Regions from separate parts of the Sus scrofa genome. Here region 1 is linked to region 2. A link is a contact called in public Hi-C data. All regions are on one chromosome and are shown on one strand. Each heading gives the region's core, a stretch centred on a gene start, on an enhancer-like site or on the middle of the called end of the contact. The rest is flanking DNA. Distances are from core to core; before and after follow the strand shown.

Region 1 (3,618 bases), core at 619-3,118, 70 kb before region 2:
CCTTCCACATCACCACCAAATATGGCTGTTGACTTCACAAATAAATTCATTTGTTCTATGTTGTACTTCAAAGAAAAGTTGTCCAGTAGCAAATCTAATACATGTTTCCCCCTATCTTCACAGGAGAAAATCAAAGATTTTTTTTTCCTGTCATTTAAATGCATTTTCTGGAGATCATGTTTCCCAACATCTTTTTATATTTCTCTGCCATCTTCTTGCTCTGCAGGCACAGATAGGGATTGGGGCACAGGTGAGGGTAGTGAGGGATGTTATGTATGTGATGGGGGCATTGCTCTTTACCGCTTTCCCTTCTATATTCTTGGATGCCTTTGCATCTTTCTGGAACCCATTTATTTTTCATCTTCCTCACCTAACCATTAGATGACTCAGCTTCTTATATGTAAAGTACAACTCACTGTATCTTATAATCAGGTCCTTTCTGCTTTAAAAATGAAAGCTGTTTAGTAGGAGTTCCCATTGTGGCACAGCAGAAATGTATCTGACCAGGAACCATGAGGTTCTGGGTTCACTCCCTGGCCTTGCTCAGTGGGTTAAGGATTTGGTGTTACTGTGAGCTGTGGTGTGGTTGTAGACACAACTCAGATCTGGTATTGTTGTGGCTGTGGCGTGGGCCAGCAGCTATAGCTCCGATTAGATCCCAAGCCTGGGAACCTCCATGTGCCTGAGTGCACCCCTAAAAAGCAAAACAAAAACAGAAACAAAAAAGAAAGCTGTTGAGTTCTGACATAGCAATTAATTTTCTCCTCCCCCCACTCATAGCCTTTCTACATGGAGAAGATCCCTCTATAACTCTGATGTGAGTATTTGAGCTACAACTACAGGTTGTGAAACACCTGCATGATTCTTTGAAATATTCAATCCATCATATTGTGTACAAAAGATACTAGGTGTTCAGAAGCACCTGTGGGGTTGGAAATTTTTATTTTCACTGTGAGCCCTGGTAACATGAAAAACAAAATACATATTTTTTCTTCTCTCTCTGTCTCACTCTTTCTCAATATTTTGAAATACTAGTTTGAATACCTAGAATTGCATAAGATATAATAAGATTTAAACCCACTTGAAAATAAGAATAGGTGTCTATATTTGTTTATTAACTCCCTCCTCTTGTCTTCAAGCTGCTGTTTGGAAGCTTTTGCAGGAGGCATGCATGTACAAAAGAGATTGTCAGTGCTTGACTGAATCTTTTTCTTAGTAAGAGTTTTAGAAGAGTATTCCACAGTCAGGCTGATTACATATGTAGCTAATCTATTTTCTCTAAACTAGTTGTCTATGTTGCCAGGCATATAACTGTCTATCATCTAGCTATTCCCTGTGTGAATGTGACAACCATGAAAGCAAATTCTGTAAACCCTTTCCTGGAAACAAAGATCCTACCCCCTCCCTTTTGGAAACAGTGAAGATCACATTTTGGATCATGTATGGTATAATATTTCCAACGCAAAATAGGAAGTGCATTGAGAGTCAGTCTCAAAGTAAGCCCATGACCTCTGGCTGGCCCCTTGCCTTCCAGGAGGCAAGTTTCTTTGACATTGTTTTTACAGGCAAATGAATAAACCCCATTTTTTGTAGCATCATAAATTTCTATTTTCCTTTTCAGGGAATTCAAAACCTCAGACATTCATGGAGACATCAAGCAAGTTTTTATTTTCTGCATGTCTACTTTGCAGAAGGATTTTTCTGCCTGCTCACTTTGCATTATTGCGTCAGTGCTTTCTTCCTTATCTCTTCCAGAGGCTGGAGAGGCAGAAGTAGGCTGAGAGGAGATGGCATTGCAGAACTGCCCTCTGATTGGCTGGACCATCGTGGCTGGGCTATAAAAGAGACCCCTACAGGCTTGGGAGGGAGAAGCTCAGAGGATTCTGACAGTAGCTTTCCGGGAGAAAAGGCAAAGTGCGCTCAAAACAGAAGCCACAGCTCCTCCTGCTGCATTTCTTTCCTAACGTGAATCCCACACTTCACAAGATGTGCAAAGGACTCGCAGGTCTGCCGGCTTCTTGCTTGAGGAGGTAAGATGATTTTCACGCACTAAACCGTGTTAAACTTTCAGATAGACTTTTTTAGTTATGTGCGTATCCTATTTACTAACCTGGTTGTTTAGAGTTAGAAACAGTGTGGTCAGGAAAGCCTGAGCCTCCTAGCTTTCCTCCAAGACTAGCTAGAAATTGTGACTTGGAAAGTGTTCTCCCCCAAATTTGGAACTCATGTGTTGCTGTGTATGACCTTGGTTTGGAGGACTGTTCAGTTCCTCTGGCCAAGCTTGTTCAAATTGAGAAGTGATATAAGGTTTTTGGGCTTTATACAGCAGTCTGCAATACCTCTACCTGTGATTACTGTTATTTGAATGTCACTGAGCTACTTAGAATCATGGTTCTGGGCTTTCTGATGGTATACTAGATTTCATTTTGAGAAGGACACCCCAGAATGAAGTTTGACTACATCACCAGAAAAGCACTATGCTGTCTGTGTGATGCTGCAGTATCTTTTGCCTCATGTTCTTAAAAGCAAATGCTACAATAAAATAAGTTTCAAAAGTATATGTCTATTCTCTTTCTGCCTCTGCCTCTAGTTCTTGAAATGTCATATGTGAGTGGTGGTTGAGAAGTATTGATCACAACAAATCAGTGAAGGGCTCTGTAAAAAAATCTCATCTTTAAGACATTGTTTTGTCAATGTTTCATCTCTTCATTTAAAAAAAGAAAAAGATATGCAACTATTTATGTCATTTTTTTATAAAAAGGTATACACAAATGCTTTCAGAGAATGCTCATATGTTTTCTAGTTAAAAAAATACAAAGCTAGTGCATATTACGTTACTTAATCTTACAGTTAAAAGTTAAAAAGTCAATTTGTAGATGTACCATCCCCTGTCTTGTTCCTCTGCAAATAGAAATCACCTTAAATTTCAATTTAGAATTATTTTGGAAAGCACAGTCTTTTGTGCAGTCCTAAGCAATTTACTTCCTGTTATGCAGGAATAGGAAAAATACTCTCTTTTTTCTTTTTCATTCTGCCACGGCTGCTTTACAATGAAGCAGGAGTGTCTGGCAGAGAGTACCTATGAAAACAGAGGTTCTGACCTTCACCATTAATTTCCTGAACTGAATGGAACAAATTACTCCAAGCTTCAGTTGCCTCATATATAAAATTAATCATATAAAATACAGGAGTGTCAGGAGAAAGTTTTGTTCTGGTAAATATTTCAGGAGACAGATGAGTAATTGCTCTAGAGCTTTACCCTCAAGGAGCTCAGAGGCTAACCTGGCAAGGTACACTCAGTGTCGGCAGGTAAACTGCTCTTCCCTTTCCTTGCTGGTGAACTGTGAATCATCTTGTCCAACACCTTCATTCTGACACTGGTGCCTGAGGCTCCAGAGAGAATGTGAGCAGCTCAAGGTCACATAGGTGGTGGGTGGCAGAGAGTGGTAAAATCTAGGTTTCTTACTTCAGAGGTCACTGGAGTCATGTTGGTTTTTATTTCTAGGGTTGTATTGTGTTATAAGGACAAGTGTAGTATACTTGCTAAGCATACGTTCAAGTCTTCATGAAATGACTCTGCATTGCTCAGTATCTGTCGGATTTCAGTTGGACCTGGCA
Region 2 (3,747 bases), core at 751-3,250:
TAACTGGCACTTATTAGCCGTAATCATGAGAAAATATTTTAATCTCTCTAAGCACCAGTGGTTTTCTTTCTTTCTTTCTTTCTTTCTTTCTTTCTTTCTTTCTTTCTTTCTCTCTTTCTTTCTTTCTTTCTTTCTTTCTTATTTTATTTCTTTAAAAAAAATTTACATGGTGCCTGGCACATATTTAAGCACTCCTGATAATGTTCCCACAAGCTCTTGCTCTTGACAAGAAAATGAAATCCAAGTTATTTATTGGCATTTAAGTGCCTGCTTAGCTCTGCTTTCCTTCCTGCAATATATCTGCTCATGTCTTGTTTCAACTCCATAGTTATTTATTGAGCCCTCACCCCACGGCCAATGGTGACCTGGACACCATGGATGGGGTTGCAGATAAATACGCCTGCTACTTTTTGATGTCTATCCAAGAGCCAAACAGTGTGCATCCATTTTTAATCCTTACAATAAGGCTCACTCTGCAGTTTACCTGGCTGGAGTAAGCATAGCACAACATCTGGTAATGTTTTCTCCCCTGTGCACAGTTGAGGGACTGTTTCTGTTTGGAGGTCAATCTAGAGTTAAAGAGGTGAAAACCACCACAACAAAAATGTAGTTAAAAATTAGTGACTTCTACACATAGAAAAAGAACGTCTAACATATAAGATAAACTATAAACATATCATCAGCTCCTGAGAATTTTGCAATTGATTATATTATGAGCCATGATGACAGCCATTGCAAGCTAAACTTGTATGGTTTAGTAATATGTTTATTGTTTATTGTGAGGACACAGAGCAGAGCCTGAGGGAATGCTCACGTAGAGAGCATGGGCAAAAGTGGGAGCCCTTATGGGAGAATTTAAGGTGAGACATTAAGGAGGAGAGTTTTAAGGAGGTCAAGTGGTGAGCAGAGCCCAATGCTGCCCATGAAGCAGGAGGTAGCCCTTAGTGACGACAATTTCAGTGAGATAGTAAGGTTTAAACGTGATAAAGGGAGTTAAAGATGAAATTGAAAGCAGTGACTTTCCATTTCTAAAATTATGCAGTGAGAGCAAGAGGAAGGGATGGAATAGAAGAGGTGAGCGGCTGGGAGAATGTTTTTCAGAGTGGAAATCGTATTTGTTTGTTCTGGTGGAAGACGGTCCAGAGGGAAAACGAGCAGTTAATAACACTAAAATAGTAACTGCATCTGGCTTTAGGCAGTAGAGATATAGGAAAGTTTTTTCTATTTTTCAATGGTTTGGTTTTTGTTTTTGTTTTTTAAATGAGAAGAATAAAAATGTATTTAAAAAAAGAGAAAATGCTTTTTAAAGAAGGGATTGCTTTTTAAAAAAAGATGAGAGGAGCTAAAAATACCTTCTATCCGGAGAAGGTCTATTTTCTCCTCTGAGGTTTATTTTCTTCTCCTTGAGAAGAACATGGGCAAAAAAAATACAGAGAAACTTTAAAGTGAGGAGAGGAGAAATCAATTGAGCTCATGCAAGACAGTCTTTTTCTGCCAGTTAAAAGGCATGGAAATTTGCCAAATATGAGGTGGTGAAATGGGATTTAGGAGTTTGGAAGAAGATGGGAAAGCTTTGTAGTGGCCACTGTTAAAAATGAGACACACAAATATTCTCACAGGAAAAGATGGATTTTTTTCCTAAACAATTCAAACTCCTCAAAGGAAGGGGGTGGGTGGAAGGCAAGAAAAAAAAATAATAATCCAATAAATGTCAGCCCCAGGTTTTCTTCCAAAACTGCTTCTCTCTGAATCCCTATTGAGCCAAATAGTTCAAGTGTCTGTGTGGGATATTAAAGCAGAGAATCAAAGCAGGAAACAAAGCACTATATTTATTTTTTAAAAGTTAATTCCAACAGATCAATAACAACCACACTGTTTATTTCGAAATAGACTTTTTGATCTTTCGCTATTATGAAATGTGGTTCTTACTCTCTACCAGTGCCTGGTGCCTGCCACTCCACGTTGAATTTTAGTTTCTCTTTCCTAAACCCAGAAAACCCAATTATGCCTCACTTCCGCTTTGGGATCACTTTGAAGTAATAAAAGGAAGAGAGGGGAAATATCCACTTCGGTTGATGAAAAAATATTTAAAAGGAATAACCTGTCTCTCTATCTCCCAACCAGCTATACTAATTTGAAGGTTATTCGGAGGCAAGATTGGCCAATTTATATGAATGTTAAATCTTAAAAGAAATTGAGGTTAAAGGGGATGCCTTGAAAGGGGAGGTTAAAGTGTGGTATTTTTACCACACTTCTGTCATCTCCTCAAAGGTCTTAGGTAGTAGAGTGAAGGAGTTTTTAATACATTTGGCTTTTCTTCCCCCCCTCCTTTCCTGATTCTCAGGGGTGTCTCTGCGTTGAAGGGAAGATGCAATGCACTTGTCTAGTCAATGCTGGACTGTGTAGCTAGCAGAACAATAGCAAACACTGTGAATTTTGTGCATTGAGTTATTGCGAGTACAGCCAATGCAGCGTGAGCTGGATTCATGGCTGTAACATCTTACATCTTGGGAATTGTAGTCCCCTCTGTGCCTAAATTGATAGAAGCATGTGGGGTGGTGGGAGAGGACTGAAAAAGTCCTGTCAGGGATGTTCATTTATGGGCTGGGGGAAAATAGCTTGATGTGCATTAAAGAGAAGTATCTGGTCAAGTCCTCATTCTTCTGTCAAGGAACAGTCTTCTCTTTCTCCCTTGGACCTCTGAAGGGACAATATCTCAGAAAAGGAACTATTAGACTTAAATTGACTGCCTTGATCTTCACGTCTTCCTGAGAGAAATGTTCCCACTTGTATCTCCCTGCCAAAGAAGAAGTCTTGACTACTTCCTGAGCAGGTGAGCATCCAGGGATCATAATTAATTGGGTCAGGAAAGCTTACCTGACTCAAGGACACACAGCAAGTGAACAGTTATTTCTAACTACATTTCCGTGTGGTCAATAACCTATGAGGTGGCTGATACTCTTTTATAAGAGATGGTCTGTCTCTCCAACAATGTCCCAAGATAAGACCTCATCTTCATTTTTTTTTAAGTATCCTCCCAGTAAATAATATTATGTTCCAAACACAGGAGAGTTAAAGAAGAAAAAACCCTATTTACTAGCCAACTCCCTGAGGACTCTTATGATCCTCAATGAGTAATTGAAGGAGGGAGTTCTACAGAGGAGGGATGGTGCTATGCACTTGAAAAGTAGCCATCCTCTGGAGGAAAAGAATGGAATCCATAATCATGACTCACTTCTGGATCTTGACTGGCTTGTCCGGCTTCTCATTGTACGGAATGACAAGGTCAACAGCAGACTCCGGCTTTTGGAGGAGAATTCCCAACTTGATCTTAATTTCCTTGGCCCTGAAAGGAAAGATGTACAAGATGCACCATATAAGCATTAAGTTCTAAAAAAGAGGTTTCTTTCTTTGTCAGAGAAACAAAAATAAGCAAAACGCCATTTCATTACTGCGGCAGAAAGAGTACTGATGTGAAAATTGGGATACCTGAGATCTACTAACATTTATCAAGTTCTTATTATGTCTCTGGATAATATGCATTTAAATATTAATTATTGTTTTATGCATATACTTTCATGTTACATATGGCAGATACTATAGTATTATTCCCATTTCCCATTAGATGAAGAAACCAATGAGAGAGAATTCACATAACTTGCTTAAAATAAGCCAGACAGTATGTGATAGGGATGGGGACTTGACCCCAAGCTGTCTGATTTTTGAGTCCAAAGGTGGAACTCACTG

What was found. Hi-C and Micro-C count contacts between places; a contact is called where the count stands out from the background.
Region 1: a Hi-C map of liver shows a contact between it and region 2, with 4 times the contacts expected there. The contact joins the promoter of RGS4 here to the enhancer-like site in region 2. A contact is called at or near these places in 11 of 47 Hi-C or Micro-C datasets (alveolar macrophages, brain, embryonic fibroblasts and 5 more) and 2 of 2 datasets of contacts at active chromatin or transcription factors (alveolar macrophages and skeletal muscle).

Annotation. Positions count from the first base shown.
Region 1 is chr4:87,388,714-87,392,331 of Sscrofa11.1, reverse strand. RGS4 (regulator of G protein signaling 4) reads left to right here and starts at 1,868. Exons shown (of 5, transcript NM_001185184.1): 1 at 1,868-2,030. The coding sequence starts at 1,987.
Region 2 is chr4:87,318,599-87,322,345 of Sscrofa11.1, reverse strand. RGS5 (regulator of G protein signaling 5) reads right to left here. Exons shown (of 5, transcript NM_214356.1): 2 at 3,236-3,346. Among named protein-coding and RNA genes, the nearest start is that of RGS5, 34 kb to the right of the region's middle. Within about 2 kb of position 2,000, at least 4 of the 83 cell types and tissues checked have an H3K27ac peak or open chromatin away from gene starts, as enhancers often do. A contact at or near this core is called in alveolar macrophages, liver and omental adipose tissue, where this site is marked.